Linked DNA regions of Mus musculus: region 1 is linked to region 2. The links are chromatin contacts, called in public HiChIP or PLAC-seq maps. All regions are on one chromosome and are shown on one strand. The core of a region is the stretch at or near the end of the contact, and the rest is flanking DNA. Distances in the headings are between cores, read along the strand shown. Region 1 overlaps Col5a1 (collagen, type V, alpha 1). Region 2 has its middle 25 kb from the start of Gm39777.

Region 1 (4,940 bases), core at 1,681-4,180, 120 kb after region 2:
TTGTAACCCTGGCTCCTGGGACACCCTGGCCCCAGCTTTCCCCTGCCATCTCAGGAGCTCACTATGAACCATGAGCTAATGTTCTTTACCCTGGGCCTTCACACTGTCTGGGTCTTGGGGGCTTACTAGGGACTCACTTCATGCTCTTCCTTGCTCCCTTGGCCAGCTCTAACCCAATGCTCTTGTATTCCAGAGGGCTATGCTGAGGCTACCCTGCACAGTTTGAGTCTTGTCTATTTCCTTGCAATGTGTCTGAGATCTGAGGTGCAGGCGATGCTGGGCAGGCCAAAGCCTTACCATACAGGAAGTGGAGGAGGTGTTTCTTGATCTCCCTACATGGGAAAACACTCCCTTTTCATTTAAGAGTGAGCTTTGGGGTTTGGGAGCAGGGACACAGCTGTCACGTAAGGGTGTTATCTGGACAGGAGGAAGCAAGCTGTTTTGGTGGAGTGTCTTTGCAGACAGGACACCAGCAGCAGTGGCTCTGTGCTGTGCCTGCCCACCTCAAGGTACTGGAGGCTGGGAACCTTGTTTCTATCTGGAGAGCTTGCAAAACTGGCCCCGAGAGCTGAGCAACCTAGCAAAGATCATCTGCAGCGTGACAGCCGAGCGGGGTTGTGCAGCCAGGTAGCCTAGCTCTGGGTCTTTGCCCCTGGCTCCTGTGACTCTACGTTAGCCAAAGACAGAGAATGGGACCTTCCAGAAAGAACCAGAACAAACATCTTTCCAGGATGGAAGTTCACCCACCGCACTGACGGCTAATGACCGTCCAAGCATCCTTGACTCCCCTTGCGCCATCCTTCTATTTCCCACCCCACCCCACCCCGAGGCTGCCCTTGTTCTGGTGCCTGCGGGTTTGAGGCTGACCAGTGCTCTCAAGGGAAGGGCAGAGATTGGCACCTTCTGCTTGCTCTAGGGCCCCAGGGTGGAGAGGCCTTCTTGCTGGTGTGTGCCGCGGAGGAGGGCCACGGAGGAGGCTGAAGCTTCTGGGATAGGGGGCGTGGTCGGCTGCAGACTCTGGGCCAGGAGCCAAATGTGCTTTTAAGCTGTTGAATGTTTCAAGGGGCAACAAGACCAAACAGACTGTAAACTCAGCTTTCACTGTGTACCCCCAGTCGCTGGCGGGTTCCCCTTCCCAACCGCACCTCAGCATTTGAAGAAGGCCAAGTGTTTACCTAATCCTGCCTTCCCTGTCTGCAGGAGCCTGGCTTTTCCACTGACGTGTTTTTTCCTGGAGTCTGCTCTGAGGCAGGAACGGGCTGTGCTGAGGAGACGCCTTCCTCAGTAGCCAGCTCAAGGAGATCTGGTCTGGCCTTCTCAAACAGGTCTGAGACCAAGCCATCTTCTGTGTGAGTGGAGAGAGCTGTGTTCTCGTGGGGAGATATACCAGTGTGGCCCCAGATCCAGGCCCCACTTTAGCTCCGATTTTAAACCTCTGAATCCTGCCGGGGAAACTCTCTTTTTCTTCTGCTCACCTGTCCACCAAGGGCCTCCGTGGCGAGCTATCATGGGCCGAGGCATTCAGCCCAGGCTTGCTGTTGAGTGGGATTCAGGGCCAGTGGAAAGGGACTTGTGTCATGGGGGAGTGGACTGAGGGGAAAGACCTCTAGAGAGAGCTGGCCCCAGCCTGTGGGAGTCGGCCAGTGATTGGTGGCCAAGCTAAAGAGCTCCTGAGAGCGGCTGCCCCTGTCCAGCTATCAGCTTTGCCTGTGCTTCATATCTGTCGTCCTCCCTTGCCGACCTGAAGGTCATACGCATTTCAGAAGGAGCCCCAGTAAGGCATGAGGTGCCCTACCCACCCTGAGAACAGCTGAGGAAGGCTGATTCTGACTCTGGTTGCAGATAGCTAGGAGCCGGCTTTCCCGAAGCCCATCTGATACCATCTCTGTGCCCTGGTCTCCATCCATTATGATGCTTGCAGTTTAGGTGGGGCAGCCTGGACCAGCTGCTCCTGAGATTTGGCCTGAGTCCCTATTTCTACCCAGGTCAGTGTAGCCATGGCTGTGGTCATGTTGGCCATGCTGTGAGGGACCTAACACAGCAACGAGACCTGCTTTCCCATAGCCCTCTTGTACTGCTCCAGGCCCCTGCATCCTGAGGCACAGACAGGAATATGGAAGCTTCTAGAACTAAACGCTAGGACCTGGGCTCAGTGACTAGAAGGGAAACCTCAAACCCAGGCTCTCAGCTGCCCATCCTGGGCATGGCCAAGTTGGGGCCAAGCAACAAATGGGAGGAGTGCACATCAGTGAGCAAGCAGGGTGTGCACGGGGCCTTGTCCTTGTGGCTTGGGACATGATTCACATTTAGCCAGTTCTGGTCTTCTGTATTCCACTCAGTCAAAATGCAGATGCTGCCTGGCCATCTCAGGCTATCACATCTGTGCTCCAGCACACTGATGAGGCCTCAGTATGTGCCCTTGTGATGTGTGTGTGTGTGTGTGTGTGTGTGTGTGCGTGTGTGTGCACAGATGTATGTGCACGTATATGAGTGCGGGTGTGCATGCATGGTGCACATGAGGAGGTCAGTGGTCAGCCTCAGTTGCTCGCTCTCCCCTTCTGCCTTGCTAGAGATAGGATGACTTTGCCATTTGCTGTTTCCTGCACTAGACAGCTGCTTTGGGTATAGGGTGCAGGGTGCAGGGTGCAGGGTGTAGGGTGTAGGGTGTAGACACGAGATTTCAGGGATTCTGTCTCCGCCTCTCATCTTGCTGCAGAACACTAGGCTGTGCACCTACTGTGGCAGGCTTTACCTGGATGCAGGGAGCCATTTACTTAGACACAACATGGCTCCCTTGGAGGCCCCAGGACACTGGCAAGTGGGGATTCAAGACTTCATCTGGTTGTATCTTCAGTCTGACTTCTCCCTGGTACCTCCTGACTCCTGGAAAGGCAGAGTTGTTCTGATGAGTCACCTGGAGCTGACAGGCACGGTCACAAGTGGTAGCAAAATGAAGACTCTGTTTCCTTCCAGTCTAGAAGGCTCTGAGTCCGAGGTCAGGTGTCGGCAGGACACACAAGGCTTACACTAAACCTAGTGGTCTCACTTCAAAACCCTCAGCTGAGCTCCATCCAAGTCCCTTCCGTGAAGGCTTAGAGCTGAAACATAGCTGAAATATAAGCTTTCATTTAGCTTATATCTCTAAAGCAGCTTGACAAGGCTTCCCCTGATCCCACCAGAGCATGCACACTTCAGTGTAAGGCACTGGGCACTCCTGAGTGGCTTCTAATTCCCCAGCTACCAGGTTTAGGAAGAACTTCATGTTGGGACAGAGGCTGGCCCCAGCGTGTGCTGTGGCTGGCAGCGAGCCACACAGCGTGATTCACCAAGTAAAGCTGTTGCCTGGCAGGCAACCAGATGGAGGTTTCTGCTTCTAGGACCCATTAAATCATGGTCCTGAGGCCCAAAGCTGCAGAGATTCAGCCCTTCATAGCACTCGCCTGGCCTGTGAGGGTTCCAGGCTTGTTCCATGGAAATCGTGAGCAAGCATCTCCCAGGAGACAGGGTTGACCTGATGTTGGAAGTCAGGCTTTGTCCAGTGATATCATGCTGGGCTGGCATGCAGTAGACATTCTGGTTCCCCCGAGACCATTGTGGGCAAGGAGCTCTAGGAAGTTGGACCTCTTTGCCAGGAGACACACAGGGCCAAGACATTGAGGGAGGTGACCAGGGCAGGCAGGACACGTGTAGGGGGACAGAGGGACAGTGTGTCACCTGCAGGAGCGGCATGTGGCCAGGGACCGGTGAGAGCCTAGAAACTGCTATCAAGCTAGTGACAGGTGAGAGTGTCTGAGTGCTGTCTGGGGGCGTGGCCAAGCCCTGTCCTTCAGCTCCCATGGCTGACTGCGTGGGCATTGGGAGCATGTTTTCAGAAACACTGATGGACACCTTTGAATCTCTTCGATGCTAACAGGAAGCCTGAAAGCTGTGTCATTTGATTGGCTGTAATCCACCAAGCACTCCTAATTGGAATTGATAGGCAGTGCCACTGCTAGCCACAGGCCCTTTCTTTCCGCTCCTAATGGTAAATATTAACTAGTATTATATATTTATTCTGGTTAGTTTTTTTTTAAAGATTTATTTATTTATTATATGTAAGTACACTGTAGCTGTCTTCACACACTCCAGAAGAGGGAGTCAGATCTCGTTATGGATGGTTGTGAACCACCATGTGGTTGCTGGGATTTGAACTCCGGACCTTCGGAAGAACAGTCGGGTGCTCTTACCCACTGAGCCATCTCACCAGCCCCTAGTTATTTTTTATTTTGTCAACTCAACACAAGCTGAGGACAGCCAGGAAGAGAGAACCTCAAATGAAAAACTTCCTCCATCAGATCGGCCTGTGGAGCGTTTTCTTGAGTGATGGTTGATGTGAGATGGTCCACCCTAGATGGGTGGTCCTGCATTCATTAAAAAAGAAGGCTGAGCAAACCGTGAGGAGCAAGCTAGTGAGCAGTGTTCCCCTCCGTGATCTCTGCTTTAATTCCTACCTCCAGGTTCCTGCCTTGAGTTCCTACCCTGACTTCCCTTGGTGATGGACTGGGACTGGGACTGGGACTTGTGAGCCAAATAAACCCTTTCCTCCCCAGATTTCTTTGTGTCAAAATGTTTTATCATAGCAATAGGAAGCAAACTAGGACAATATTACATTTTACAGCAAAGTTACATATTCTCTCTCTCTCTCTCTCTCTCTCTCTCTCTCTCTCTCTCTCTCAGACACACACACATATTCACACACACTATAGAATTATTAAGAGGCTGCAGAATTGATAATGGCTATCCTAAGAGGTCTGGGTTTGGCCATACTCATAGCCCTGGCTCAAGTCAATATGTAGCCTTCTTCAGATAGCCTCACCCGCACCACTGGGCTCAATACATCCCGTGCTGATGGGTTAGGAGGCCACAGCCAAGCTCTGAACTGTGTCCTCCATCCTGCCTTC
Region 2 (4,946 bases), core at 1,541-4,040:
GGCATTGGATGCCTTGAATTGCAGATAATTGTGAACCACCTGATGTATGTACTGGAAATGAACTTTGACCCTGTGCAAGAACAGTACATGCTCTTAACTGCTGAGCCATCTCTTCAGCTCCCGCCCACCCCCTTTTTTGAGACAGGGTCTAAAGCTGAGAAAGGCCTGCCTCAGGCTCCTGAGCATCTGGGAGCACAGCGCTGCAGTCCAGGCCTGGCTTCTCTCACCTCTCCAGATTTGGACTCAGCCTCTAGTTGATCTGTTACATTCCCTGGTGGCATTCCCTGGTAGTACTCAGCAGACAGACTTGCCCGGGGTTTGATGTAAAGTGTTTACACATGGACTCTCCCTGGGCATAGTCTTCGGTAAGACTGTACTTGACTTCTCATTGTGGTTTTCTTGAAAGCAAGCCGTGTCACAGCGTGTGTGAACCCCAACTATAGGGTCTCCTCTAAGTTGAGATCAGAAAGCACACCCTGGTTATTTCTGTTCCTTGAGACGTTTGAGATTGTTTTTTCTTAGGGCAGAGCCAGTTTCACCAAAACTTCCACATGAGCTTCGGAGAACCAAGCAGCCTGCAGCCACCAATTGCCCTACCCACCAGGGCTGTAACTACCGGAGGCCATAACCACTGGGGGAGGGGCAGAACTATGGTGGTTATAACTATCAGGGGTCACAGCCACTGGGGACAGCCACTGAGGGCCACAGTCACAGAGCCACTGAGTCTGGCTGTTCCTGATTTCCTGCAGACTTCTGGTCTGGTAGTCTGCTTCAAGAACTCTCCTGCGAGTAAAGACATAAAGGGTTTGGGATTTTACATTTGATTTTGAGGATGCCTGAAGTTTACAGATTGCTTTGTTTGCTTTTTTGGGTAAATTGGTCTTAACACGGAGGTCGAAGTGTGTGTGCATTTTGTCTTCAGACATATTTTATTTGGGATCCCTTTCACACGTTGCACTTTTTTGTTTGTTTTAAAGCTAGGCTCTTACTACAACATCCGAGGCTGCCTGGGACCCATCATCCTCTTGCCTCAGCCTCTGGGATGGGCAATCTCAATGTCAATGTGATGTCTAGATCATCTGGGTTGTGAACCACCTCAGAGGGGATGATCTTGTTTAGGTTAACTGAGGTGGAAAGGCCCACCCAGTCCACTATGGGCAGCTCCATTCCCTCCGCTGGGATCCTAGACAGGATAAAAGGAGAGAGTGAGCCAGATGTAAGTGACTATCGCTGTCTGTTGACTGTAATGCGATGTGACCAGCTGTCCCAGGTCCTGATGCGGTGCCTGTCCTCAGCAGTGCACTGTGAGCTGAAATAAATAATTTCTCCCCTAAGTTGCCTCGGTCAGGATATTTTATCAAAACAACAATAAAGTAATCAAGACAGCTTCCTTGATGCTGGAATTCTAGGCATGTGGCCCGGCACCCAGCACCCAGCTCCTGGCGTCCACTCTCTTTTTACATTTAAAATCTTCTATATGGTCTACTTCCTGTCTGCAGACCCTTCTGTTTTGTGTGCTTCCTGTAAAAACTGATGTTCGAGTCTCTCCTGCTCCAAGTCTGTCAGACCACGTTTATTCCTTAAGTTTACCACTTAGACACCAGGGTGTATATCTACCACAGTTTGTTTGCTACTTAGCAGGTCTATGTTTCTTTTTCTTCAGTACTTATATATGTTTACATTTTGTAAAATTTCCTGTCTTATTAGATTATGCTCAGTTGTGACCTGGTGCTAGCCATTTTAGTTTTAAACATTTATCTGTCTAAATGTCTGTGTGTGTATGTATGTATGTATGTATGTATGTATGTATGTATGTATGTATCTGTCTATCTATCTATCTATCTATCTATCTATCTATCTATCTATCTATCTATCTATCTGTAAGTGCCCTTGTGTGTACACACATGTGCATATTCTCACATGATGTGTGGATTCCACTGCATGACTGTAGAAGTCAGGATGACCTTGCTGAAGTTGGTTATCTCTTTCCACTGTGTGGGTCCCAAGGGATTAAACTCAGAACTTCATGCTTGGCAGAAGGCACCTTTACCCACTGAACCATCCTGCCAGCACCTATTGCTAAGACCTTTGAGGATCCATTGAGGTGTCATGGCATGCACCTTCAGCTTACTGTGTGAGCTGTCCAGGGTTGCTGTAACAGAAGACAGTGAATCAAGGGGCAAAACACAGAGAGCATTTCCTTCAAGCTTTGGAGAGATCTATCAAGGGAGATCTAACATTAAGTGCCCTACCCACCGCCCCTGCCACACTCTCCTCTTCTCAGCTCTCCAACTCATCACAGATGGGGAGGAGACTCCTGTCTTGCCCTCCCACTTTCTGGGTTCCCAGGCATGCCTGACTTGTAAATCATCACTCCAAATTCCATCTTCTCCTGGCTTCAAAGCCTCTGGTCTTCCCCTCCTCCTAGCAAGATTTGTCCTTGGGTCCAGGGTTTATCAGGTCCAGCCCTTCACTGTCACATCTACAAAGCCTCTTTCTAAACAAGGCCCCATTCTGAGTTCTAAGAGGACATAAACTTACCGGTGAACGTCTTCCAGGACAGCCCTTACTTAATTAGGCATTTCCTAGGACCTAGCAGGCTCTAGGCTCCATGTTGGGGACTACCATCCTGATACCTTTGATCACCTTGGCTCTACTCTGTGGATGGTAGGTGATCGTGATGGACTGACTGTTCGCAGAAGTTTCCTAGGGTGCCCTGGCCCAGGACAGAGGCTGACATCTGCTTCTACTTAACTGCCTCACACGCCAGGATGATGTCATCGCAGCTCAGGCCTGGGGGGAGTTGGCGTCTGGCCACCAGTGACAGCTCAACTGGGAGCCCTCAACTAATGAGGAGGGGGCCCTGGCTGCTCTGGCCTGCATGGAAATGTTGTCTCTAAGCCCAGAATGGGGCCTCGTAGGCTCTGAGGCAATGTGTAGGGAGAGAGCAGGATCAGTGGAAGGGTAGAGTTGGCTGCTGTCCTAGGTGAAAATGGGGCTGGGGTGAGGGGCCACTTTGGTGCATGTTATGCTAGGGCTCTGGCTGCACCCAGGATGCATTCTGGGTGTTGCTAAGCAGGAGCCACAAAAGGAAGCTCCTTCCCCGCCATGGATCCATCTTTCTGTTGCCTGCTGAGAGCGAATGAAGCCATTCTTCTGGTGTTAGGTGTACACGACTAGAAGTGTCAGGCTATGGCTGAAGGTGTCCTGTGCAAAGGCAAAGCCCCAGAAAGAACAAATAGTAAAAAGCAGGATGTGGAGGGTGAAGCCTCAGGAAGCAGTAGGTATATGTATGTGAAACCCTAGAGACCATCGGGTGGGCTATGAGGTGGCCTGTCTTAGGCATTAGGTAGCTCATGCATATAGGTTATTATTGCATCTCATTGCCACAGTAGCCTCACCCGGCAAGGATCCACTTTAGAGATGAGGAAACTAAAGCCCAGGAACCTGAAATTCATGGTTAGCTGACACTGGGACCAGGTCTGAGCTTTCTGACTTTGCTTTATGCTCAGGATGATAAGCTGAGTCGGGGATCCCAGGCCCTCACCTCTTCTCTACTCTGTAGCTCTGAGGATTAGGTTTTCTCCAGGTCAACTTCTCCTATAAAGAGATAGCAGGAGGCTGTGAGGCTGTGAGATGAAAGCTCCTTTGGGTCACACTGTCTCTTTAGTGAGCACTGGTCCTGGGAGGCATCTGGGAATCTTGCCGGAGCCACTGGTCAGTGTGGCAGAGGGAAGCAGCAGGAACATAAAGGTGAGGTCAGTCGTGTGTCTGCAGGATCTTCCTCCCTCCGTCGAACGGTTACACAGCACCAGCCGCCTCTGTGGTTTCTCTCCGGTGCATCTAGACTCCTAGAGCCTGTTCAGAAGGATGCATCTCAGTGTAGACTGGATAGCTCGGCTCGGGGGTGGGAGGGGTGGGGGGTTGGGGGTGAGGGTGGGGAGAAATGTCACCTGTCTGGCTTGTTTCTGTGGGTGTCACAGCTTGGTTGTTAAAGCTGATGGACACACCACCACCTGTCATTCAGTTCACATTTTCTTACCAGGAGGCCCCACCTGCAGGTGATGCAGACAGCTCCCGTCCTAGTCTTCTAGTCTATGGGGTCCTGCCTCAGGCAGATAGCTCATAGACTAACCATTTTTCCCTGTGGAATGTTTGTGTACTTTGAATTTTTTCTCTCTAAATAACACAATAAACCACATCTTTGTATGATAGGTTTCCTGACCTCATCATTCATGGCTATGACTTTCTCCTTAGCAGAGTCTGAGGGGCACACACTGCTATATTCCCTTCAGTGTGGGACTCTGGCTGACAGTAGTGTGGATTCATTATAGTTGTGGCTTAGCTTAGCTGCCCGGCTCTTGAAATGATCTCTGAATGTCACCCCCATGTTCTACACCATGAATGTGTCCTAGCTCCCTGATCTGCCTGGCTGTGCTCAAAGAGTCTTTTTGTGCTTCACTTATTAATAAGAAATATGTTTGCTTTATTTCCCCTGAAATGGGTAGACTGTGCCTTTCACTGTCTGAATGTTCTTGATCTGGATGACCTGTCTCTCCTGGTCCATGGATGTGCTGTCTGGTGTGAGGTGCTCTACTTGATGGAGCTCTGATTGTGACCCGAGGTGACTTTTCCAGGCGGCTGGCAGCTTAGGTGTGATGGTTTGAATGAGAAGTGTTCCCCATAGGCTCGTGCATTTAGTGTCCAGATGGTGGCGCTGTTTGTGGAGGTTTAGGAGGCACAGCATTGCTGGTGGAAGTGAGTCACAGGGGCAGGGATTTCATAACTTCACCTCACTTATAGAATGCTCTCTCTGCTTCATGTTTGTGATTGAAGATGTGATCGCCAAACTTCCTGTTCCAGTCGCCTGCTGCCATGCTCCCTACCATGGGGGACTCTCTCCGGTACCATAAGTCCTTCCTTCTAGAAGTAGCCCAGCTCATGGT

Evidence for each region. HiChIP or PLAC-seq counts read pairs in DNA pulled down with a chosen protein or histone mark.
Region 1: a contact with region 2 is called in a CTCF HiChIP or PLAC-seq map of the NIH/3T3 cell line, with 12 read pairs. The contact joins two enhancer-like sites. A contact is called at or near these places in 1 of 15 datasets of contacts at CTCF or cohesin (the NIH/3T3 cell line), 1 of 484 Hi-C or Micro-C datasets (uterus) and 2 of 115 datasets of contacts at active chromatin or transcription factors (embryonic stem cells and pancreatic cancer cells).

The regions. Positions count from the first base shown.
Region 1 is chr2:27,933,386-27,938,325 of GRCm38.p6, forward strand. All of the region lies in intron 4 of Col5a1 (collagen, type V, alpha 1), which reads left to right. Among named protein-coding and RNA genes, the nearest start is that of Col5a1, 49 kb to the left of the region's middle. Within about 2 kb of position 2,931, at least 75 of the 459 cell types and tissues checked have an H3K27ac peak or open chromatin away from gene starts, as enhancers often do. A contact at or near this core is called in the NIH/3T3 cell line and uterus, where this site is marked.
Region 2 is chr2:27,810,736-27,815,681 of GRCm38.p6, forward strand. No RefSeq gene overlaps it. Among named protein-coding and RNA genes, the nearest start is that of Gm39777, 25 kb to the right of the region's middle. Within about 2 kb of position 2,791, at least 66 of the 459 cell types and tissues checked have an H3K27ac peak or open chromatin away from gene starts, as enhancers often do. A contact at or near this core is called in the NIH/3T3 cell line and uterus, where this site is marked.